Linked DNA regions of Mus musculus: regions 1 and 3 are each linked to region 2. The links are chromatin contacts, called in public Hi-C maps. All regions are on one chromosome and are shown on one strand. Each heading gives the region's core, a stretch centred on a gene start, on an enhancer-like site or on the middle of the called end of the contact. The rest is flanking DNA. Distances are from core to core; before and after follow the strand shown.

Evidence for each region. Hi-C and Micro-C count contacts between places; a contact is called where the count stands out from the background.
Region 1: a Hi-C map of cerebellum shows a contact between it and region 2, with 3 times the contacts expected there. The contact joins two enhancer-like sites. A contact is called at or near these places in 6 of 484 Hi-C or Micro-C datasets (cerebellar granule neurons, cerebellum, cortical neurons and 1 more).
Region 3: a Hi-C map of cerebellar granule neurons shows a contact between it and region 2, with 4 times the contacts expected there. The contact joins the promoter of Epha3 here to the enhancer-like site in region 2. A contact is called at or near these places in 1 of 39 promoter capture datasets (hippocampal neurons), 4 of 484 Hi-C or Micro-C datasets (cerebellar granule neurons and cerebellum), 6 of 115 datasets of contacts at active chromatin or transcription factors (craniofacial prominence, embryonic basal ganglia, embryonic forebrain and 3 more) and 1 of 9 other capture datasets (adipose tissue).

Annotation. Positions count from the first base shown.
Region 1 is chr16:64,722,073-64,725,447 of GRCm38.p6, forward strand. No RefSeq gene overlaps it. Among named protein-coding and RNA genes, the nearest start is that of 4930453N24Rik, 47 kb to the right of the region's middle. Within about 2 kb of position 1,844, at least 16 of the 459 cell types and tissues checked have an H3K27ac peak or open chromatin away from gene starts, as enhancers often do. A contact at or near this core is called in cerebellum, where this site is marked.
Region 2 is chr16:64,317,574-64,320,472 of GRCm38.p6, forward strand. No RefSeq gene overlaps it. Among named protein-coding and RNA genes, the nearest start is that of Csnka2ip, 280 kb to the right of the region's middle. Within about 2 kb of position 1,433, at least 2 of the 459 cell types and tissues checked have an H3K27ac peak or open chromatin away from gene starts, as enhancers often do. A contact at or near this core is called in cerebellar granule neurons and cerebellum, where this site is marked.
Region 3 is chr16:63,862,587-63,865,834 of GRCm38.p6, forward strand. Epha3 (Eph receptor A3) reads right to left here and starts at 1,589. Exons shown (of 17, transcript NM_010140.4): 1 at 1,374-1,589. The coding sequence starts at 1,461.

The sequences.
Region 1 (3,375 bases), core at 594-3,093, 400 kb after region 2:
CCAACACATCCCAAAACAGAAGCAAAATCTGGGACTCACCGATACACCTACAAAGGCCATATAGTCGATTCCTGTCCTATAGCCTAATCCACTATAGAAAGTTTTCTCATTAATTGGGGATGAAAACTGCAGGTCCTCCTTATAGGATGCAGGCTGTACACTGCCATAGACTTCAAATCTATGCTTCTTTTATATCTGTGTAGTAACTCTAAATACAGACCTGCACTGAAAGTAAAGAAGCTGGGAATTGGCTTGTAGGAATGCCTTACAGAAAAGAGGCTGTTCTAGATTTTCTGGGGCACGGTTGGGATGCATTCTAAGGACTAACACAAAGGTCTTTAATGTCACTTATTATTGTTCTCTATAAAAGCAAATAGCAGTTCAACCTGCCTCAGAGAAGTCTGCAGGTAGGGTAGGTAGTCTCAAGGCAATAGCAAAACACCATGCTGAGCTGAGGACTTGGTGCAGTTGATGAACTGCTTGCCCTCCAAGCATGAGGACCTGAGTTTAAGCCCCAGCATCTATGTAAAAAGCCAGTTGTCAAGCTTGTGATTCTAGTGCTAATGTGATGGAGTCAAACAGGTCCACAGGCTGAGTGACCAGACTGCCTAACCTTCTTCTTTTTTTTTTTTCAACGAAAATATAACTTTTTTATTGTATATTTTCTTTATTTACATTTCAAATGGTATCCCCTTTCCTAGTCCCCATCCCCAGAAATCCCCTATCCTATCCCTCCCTCCCCCTGCTTCTATGAGGGTGTTCCCCCACCCAACCACTCCCACCTTCCCTCCCTCAAATTCCCCTACACTGGGGATCGGGCGTTAACCCCAGAACAGCAAGAGACTCTGACTCCAAAGAAATGTGGATGACTCTTGAAGAGCATCACCAAGAGTTGTCCTCTGATCTTCTATTTACACATCACACACGAGAGAGAGACAGAGAGAGACAGAGAGAGACAGAGAGAGAAGAGAAGAGAGGAGAAGAGAAGAGAAGAGAGGAGAGGAGAGGAGAGGAGAGGAGAGGAGAGGAGAGGAGAGGAGAGGAGAGGAGAGGAGAGGAGAGGAGAGGAGAGGAGAGGAGAGGAGAGGAGAGGAGAGGAGAAGAGAAGAGAAGAGAAGAGAAGAGAAGAGAAGAGAAGAGAAGAGAAGAGAAGAGAAGAGAAGAGAAGAGAAGAGAAGAGAAGAGAAGAGAAAGAGGAAGAGAGAGAGAGAACCCTAATGTCTTTCCATATCTCTCTCTTCCCACTGGCCAAAAATGACTGCTGTAGTTCTAGGGGATGGTGTATCCTGGTATTCAAAGACAGAAAAGGTCAGGGTTCATTCCTTTTTGCTTTTTATGACCGATGTAACAATCTCCCTGAAACTGCCTGGACCAGTTTAGAACTACATAAATCATAAAGTAGGTTCAATATAGAATATTTAACATGGGATATACTAACTATAATAAAAATAGTCATAAGATACAGATAAGCAAAGGAAGCCAGATGTGGTTGGAAAGACTTTTTTCCAGAGACAGAATAGCAAATATTTGTGTTTAAGTCCCCTCTGAGCCATACTGATTTGGAGTTTATGGGAAAAGCTAGTTCCACACTTGCTGATCCATTGCCAGGCAAAGGCACTCAGGTGTATGGGTGGTCAGTAGAAGCGGCTAACAGCAGAAGCCGCTCTGTGCAATTCCACCACCACCCTGTCCCTGCCACACAGGCAGCTGTCCAGGCCAGGGCTGCACAGGCCAAGGCAGATCCTGTTCTGGGCTTGTGGCTAAGACAGGTTCCACCTCCTGTCTCCACAGTCACCCTGCAGATCCGCAGTTCTGGCTGCCCTAGCCAGAAGCCTCCTTCTCCAGCAGTGACTTTCTAGTGCCCTCTACTGAGCAGTTTTAACATCAACCTCATTGTCAAGAACTGTTTGCAGGAACTCTGGCTTGATCCTTGATCATAGAAGCAACCCAGAGCCAGAGGAGTTTCTCTCATTTAGCATTGGCCAGAGTATGATATACACATGCTTATGGCAATAACAAGTGTATCCTAGGTACACACCCAAAGGAATATGCCAGCATACTGTAGAGATGCTGGCACACCCATGTTTATAGCAACACCATTTACAATAGCCAAAACATACAACCCACCCTAGAGTCCCATAAATTAGCAGATAATGAAACACAGACACACACACACACACACACACACAGTCGAGTTCTATTTCAGCCAGAAAAAGCTATAAGGTGCCATAAGGAAAATGGATGTCAAGAGAGATCTTTGTGCTATCTGACATAACCCACACTTAGAAACACAAAACACGTTTTCTCAGCCCTGAAGACATGTACCTGCATGCCTGCATTGGATGGCCTCATCTTCATCTGCACTTCTCTGATTTCTTCACAGGATAAATTCACATTTTCATACACACACAGACACACACACATCATACCATATCCCCTATGCAAAGTGAGTTTCATCAGCAGTGTATTTGATAGGAAGGATGCAGAGCATCAGAAATGTCATTCTGGAAAGCAAGCCTGTTTAATATGAGACATTTGAAGACATTATTTGGTGAGTAGTTTCCTTGCCCATATAAGAAGTAGACGTTTAGAAACTAGACATCATGCTCTTTGTATAATTTCATTTAAAGATGTTTTAATTTCATGTATACTGTCTTTCACATAGACAGTGTCAACCTCATATTTTTTTAAAAAAATATTTCTTCTTCTCCTGCTGATGACTTATTTCCTGCCAACTCAGTCAGTCGTCCCCTCTAACATATAATACTTCTCCTGCTGGAGTCACCCATTCAGAGAATGCCACAAAGTGTCCCGCCGAGAGTCATATTTTTAGGTCACATGTGACAAAGCTTTGGTAGCAGTCCAGTGCTCTTTCCTTGAAGGCTGACGTGGGGCAAGCGTGCTGAGGAATATCTGAGAGCTCGATGCTTCAATTGTATCTGGGTGTGGAATGTAATGGAACTCAGAGGCTGTACACTGGAGCACATGAGAAGTGTTAAGGAATCCTAAAATTGACCCAGATCAGTGTGTCAACTATCCTGCCATGGCAGAGGGTGAGGGTTAGACTTAGGCTAGGTCTGAAAGGAGATATTTGCTGTTTATCTCTCTCGGCAGCCACATCCCTTGCCTCTGGTGTGCACACCTTCTCTAGTGTTCCTCGTGTGGAAAGTCCCTCCAGGTTCCTTTTTTCTCCTTCCAAACAAAGACTCCACTCAATCTCTGCTTACTCAGATGCTGAAAAGACCCCAAACACATGTGTGTGACAAAGATAGAAAGATCCTAAAAGCACAAGGCCCCCTGGAGCCCAACTGCTTTGACTGGCCATTCTCTGTGTTAGCGGTACAACCTTGACAGTATTACTTAATTTCACTATGC
Region 2 (2,899 bases), core at 183-2,682:
GTTTGTTTACATGCATGTGCTGTGCATTTGTGCCCATGAGTATATGGCAATTTTGACTAATTTCTGGAGTCATGAAGAACTTGTGTGTGTGTGTCTGTCTGTCTGTCTGTCTATGTGTGTGTCTATGACAGACTTTCTCACCACAAATCAGACAAGCCTAAAACTCACCACTTAGTTTTAGCATCCTGAGTAGAGAATGCTGGAATTATAGGTACTAGCCACCACACCCAGATCAAACAGATTTGTTTTAATCATGTTGCAATTACAGGTCTGTGTTGTCAAAGCCCATATTAACATGTGCAAAAAAGTAAGGTGGCATTCACTTGGAGGGTAAAGTCATCTGTTTAGTGACTAAATATGAGAAATGAAAAAGAGTAATATTTAAAGAATTCAACCTAACTTCTTTGGAGGGGAGGAGGGTTGTAAGAGAGAAGTAGATGGTTGATAGTTATTGGAAGAGTGCTACACACCAGGACTCATAGAGTAAGTGATGGTAAGATGTGATCTATTTAGTAAATAATTCCTGAATACCAAGCAATTTTGCTCTTTTTGAATGGATGTTTGCCTCAGAAACTGCAAAGCTAAAAATGTAAAAAGAAAAAAAGGTGCTGCTTCTACATATAAAATAATATTTCCCGGGAGCTAATAGATTTCTCTTCATTGCTACCTAACAATAGAAAAATGAAAAAGGACTTTAATTTCAGCTATTATACTAGACTCTAAATAGAATACTCTATCTATGGAGGACTGTGAATATTTTGAATTACTTTGATAGAAGCATAATGGAATTATATAAATCCTTCCACATAAACATTTAATGTGAAGTAAATTAACCAATAGTATTTTCTTGTGAAGTATGTTATACAAATGAAATCTAATTCTCTGTATTTGTTCTATCTTTTCCAAATATTTTATTAAATATTTACAAATTTTATGTTGGTGGAGGAGTCAATATGATTAGGTTTAAGATTTTGAATCTCTTTAATAAGGTGGCCCTAAATAAATACTCATTCCAAACTTATGTATTTGTGAGTTAAAGATATTTAACTCTGTGTTACTTACGGGAGCTGTTGGTATGCTATGCAGTTGCTGCTATTTATGTTTAACAAAGGCACCATGTTCCTTCTGTTCAGTTTGTCTCTGCACACCTTGGAAACACATTCTTTTGATAATTATTTTGATAATTATTTTCCGTTAGGAGCTGCTACAGGAGAGATGATCTCTGAAACATCAGTGGTGCTGTTTATGGAGATGTGGTCCCCATCCTATCATCTTAGTTTTTTCCACAAATTCTCCTATAAAATGCCAGAGACTTTAATATCCTTAACAATCTGTTAATCTCCAGTCATGAAAAGCACCTAATGCTCTCCTACAGGATGCCATCTGCCAGCATCTTGTCTCAAGTGTTCCCACTGAGAAATAGATGATGTCTCATTGCTGACCTGTAATGCACATTCCTTCTCCTTCTTAATAACTGACCAGGCTTTGTGGACGGGACCACACCATTGGCTGTGTGCTTCCTGCTTATATTTTATCTATTTAATGGAAAAGTGTCTGCTTAGAAGTTACTCAGCACAGGCTTCACAGTTCCAGGCACAGAGCCAAAAATAACACTTCTTTCTCACCTACTATGCATGTTATATGAAAGGTGTCCTATCTCATGGCTTTGTTGAAGGCAGTCAGTCTAGAGCTGGAAGTTGCTTGCTTTCCTTAATCAGAAGCCCACTGTGAGCTGGGCTTTAACATCATTGGGTGGTCCCTGCCAACAATTAACGCGATACATGCTGACCATTCTGGCAAAACTGAACTCAAACCCTGGTGCCAGAGAGGCAAGATCAATCTTGCAAAGAGGGAGGCCATCTGTTGGCTCTGTTTGCTCTTCCTGTGGGGCTTAGAGAAGCCACTAACACCGCAATGCCCACTTCAATGGCCAGGACTATGTTTCAATTTTTAACTGCTGAGAATGCTCACTACCCTGAGATTTCATTACTATCCAGTTCTCTAGGTTTAAACCTCTAGATTTAATGAATTAAATGCCACAAAAAATGTTTTATTGTTTTGACATTAGCTAATTTTATTTAGCTCATAAGAAATTATCCCATTGGTATTTGTCAACAAAAATTATAGGTTAATAGGACATTAGTTGATCCCTGATAACAACTCAGTCAAGGAATTCTACACTTAGAAAACAAAAATACAGAACCAAGTCAAATTTTAATATAAGATAAATGAGAAATATTGAGGGTGTCCTATATTAAAATGTATTTATCATTACTTGAACATCATAAGCTCAGAACATCAGAAGTTGAAATTCCTATATCTTGTATACTGTCTGGTTTAGGCTGAGCATCTGATTAATTACCATCTAACTAATGATCTATGGCATCTTACCATCTTCCAGTTTCACTATAGTTAAAAAATCCTTTCATGAAAGTCTTTAGTTATATAAAAATAGATAAATAGACACAAATATTTGTTCATCTTATCAGTAGTGTTTAAGTGACATTAACAACTGTACTACTATTCATCATGATAAACTTAAATGAAGGTAGTTATTTGACAATTACTTACATGTATAAAATGTATTCTGGTTACTATTTCATCCTATACTTATCTCCCTCCCCATCTACTGTGCAAGGTGATAGAACAATGCTTAGGAAATGAACAGGAGCTAAATGTTCCTCAATATATAAATGGATAATAGACATGATGCATAGACACAATGGAATACTATTCCACTGTAAAGACAAAAGAAACCATGACAACTTCAGTGAAATGGATGGATGTAGAAAAGAATCAGTCTGGCAGTTCCTCAGAAAACTGGACATAGTACTACCGGAGGATCCAGCAATACCTCTCCTGGGCATATATCCAGAAGATGCCCCAACTGTTAAGAAGG
Region 3 (3,248 bases), core at 339-2,838, 450 kb before region 2:
CAAACAAACAAACAAACAAAAAACCACTACTTCTCTACTGAAAAGCAAACAAAAAATAATAAAACCAGTCAGACTGATAAAGGCAGCCAAGGCACTAAGGAAAGAAAATTAAACTGTCCCATTAGCGTGAAAGTGGGTCACCAAACATGGGAAGCGGTCTTTGTGCTAATGGGTTTACATACATTTTTCTTTCACATGGGCATAAGCATAATGTCTACAACATTGGCTCTACAAAACGTTTTTAAGTGAGTGTTGTACAGCTACTGTGCTCCCTGCACTTCAGCTGTCCTCTATTGTTAACTTGCTCGATACAATTCTCAATGTTCAAAATCATTAAGAGGAAATTAAAGTTGTAAGTGTTGCTGCAAGGCAATCAATTATTCAGAGAAGTTGTCTTAAGAGTTTGTATTCACAAATCATTAAAACTAGATAATGAAAAGTCTGAAAAAAATATCATGAGTCTGCTCAGTATCCACGAAAACAAATATTCTCAATATTAGGTTTACACTTTGATCCATTGAGAATGCAAGGATGCCCGTTACACTGACAATAATTAATCCAGCATCAAGGAAATGCCGTTAGCTTTCCATGAGTGTTCTTTCTAATTTGCTAGTCTGTTATTTACTGTATCTACCCAGGAGCTAATTATCAATCAATCATTAAATGCATCCTTCTATGTGTATGAAAGGCCTTTTTACAAAAGAACCCAACTTAAGCTCACTGTATATCCCTTGAACCATCACTGCTGTTAATAATGTGGCATGCATATGCTACCCATGAGAACCTGTATCGCTGAGCACAGCATCGCCCGGCGGGATCCACAGCACTTCAATAAGGCGGTTGTAACATAAACACATGCACACACGCGCGCACTCAAACACCTCGGGTCCAACGAGCCCCCTTCTCTCCAGTCCATTCATAAGTGCCAAAGGGTGTAAGCAGGAGCAACCTGTCATTATCTTTAAAACACACCGCGGGGATCTCAAGAGAGGCTAGCCTTTTCTTTGAAACTTCTCAAAGAACCACATGGTCATAATTAGAAAATAAAATACTGCCTTGGCTATTTGGCAATTAACAGTCTGGGTTGTTAAAAAAAGAAAAAAAGAAAAAAAGAAACCGAAGGTTTTCTTTCTTTCTGGTTCAAATTGGTAAATGTGGTAATCACTTGAATCGCTCGCTATCAGATTAAAAACAGATTTATTATTATTTTTAAAGGTTTCTACAATCCCAAGACATCCCCCAAAAGTGTTTTGGGATTGCTACTGGGCAAACAATCTTTTCGCTGCCACTGCTTTCTGGGCATCTCAGGGAACAGCGCCGTCCGGGGGCTGTGGGCTCCGCTCCGGCGGGAGCGGCGCGGTTACCTGGCTTACCTTCGTTGGAAGGCTGTGGGCTCAGTTCTCCGGAGCAGCTGAGGACGCAGCAGCCGAGCAGGACGAGGATGGAGAGGTGACAATCCATGTTGCTGGTGCACCGGGCAGTGAGAGGAGCATATCTCCGCGAAGCATACCACTGATGTGAGGGGGAGCGCTCTGATTGCTGGAGAAGTTACCATGCTCCGCTCGCAGTCTGATGTCAAGTTTGACACTGGAGATAAGGAGGAGTCTGGCTGCCTTTCTGCGAACCCCGCTCGGGGACTTCTCTGGGTCCTAGTGCCGTCGCCAGCGGGCGCTGAAGAAGAGCAGGGCAGCCCCATGGCTGGCAGCCAGCTCCGTTCCACGGAGCTGCGGAAGAACGCAGAGGGGTGGAGGTCGAGAGTGTTGCTGGTGGGGTAGGAAAGCCAGAAGATGTGCTGGGACAGCGACAGCGACGGAGAGTCTTGGGAGCCATTCCGTTTTCACGGGAAGGCAGCTATTTGTTTGCTATACTTGATCAGTTGCCTATTTCTGAAAGATCCCTATTAGAGGTACTGTGAGTTGAAACTAATGTTCAAAAAAGTAGTATTGTTTTTAAAAGTGGAAGACGTTCATTCAATTATTGTAGAACGACAAAGACCATTGCAATTAATCCGTTTACTGTGTTCTGTGTGTTCACAGTCCTCTTAGTGATTCAACAAGATAAAAGTAGACTGCTCAGTCTACCACATGGTATTGGGGCTGTTAAAGGCATTTGATACAGCAATCTCAGCTGAAACAGAGAGGTCACAGTCAGGTTCTGAACACTGGCAAATAGCCGTTGCCCTCCCAGGACAGGAACAATCCTAGCCAAAGCCATAGCTTCAGACTACCACTCATTCCATCGGATGGTTGCTGGATTTGCAATATAAATCGAAAGTCCTGAACAAGGAATGCTCCTGCCTACAACTAGCTAGCACTAGAACTTTCCTGTTTTGTGAGACTCGGAGATTAACTCATAGCTCCCTGTTCTGCCTTCCAGCTGCCACTAATCTGGGACTATTTGAAGGCTGCTCTTTTAACGCTGAAAAATCCAGTATTTCCTAGAGAACAATGTCCTTGGACTTGCTAAATTACTTTGCATGATGGTTACAAACGGTCTCATGCTGAACAACCTCACTGCAACCTACTTCAGCCATGTAATTTATCCAATTTCTACTTTAAGATCTCTTTTGAATTATCTTTGAAATAGGTCCCAGAAAATGATTCCTCACCAACCCTCTCAACCACCCATCCATCTCAGCCTATCCTGAAAAGGAGCAAGATGACTTCCTTACACGGCTTCAAAACGGAAAATTAGGTTGACAACGTTAACGCCAGTGATCAGTGTTAGAGCCCTGAGAAGGGAGACGGAGTAGGTTTTTAAGGGTCCTGATAATAAGATGTGTATTTCACAAGCACTCCACTTTCTATGACCCTGGAATTTAGGCTAATGGCTTCTGATACTCTTTGTTGACTGTTTGGTAAAGATGGGTTGGGTTGAAGAAGCCAGATGGAAGAGACTGATTCTGTTCACACTTCCTCGAGAGACTTGTCTCCCTAACTCCTTCTCACATTAGGCCACCAGAGGCTGTAGAGCCCACCAGTGCTAAATCTGACTCCATTGAAAATAAGGTTTGTTGACCAGAAAATGGAGAGAGTGGGGATTGCCTCATAATGTTTGCAGTTCCACAACAGTTACATTGCTTCATAGCTGGATATGATTTTTTTTTTTTACTGAGAGTTTGAAAGAAATGACATTTATTTCAGATTGCAATTTAAAAGCATTTGGAAAGGTCATGATGGTATGCTGGTCTTTATGAACGTATTACTTCCTTTCCTCTCACTATCCCATTATTTCTCTTTCACATCTAA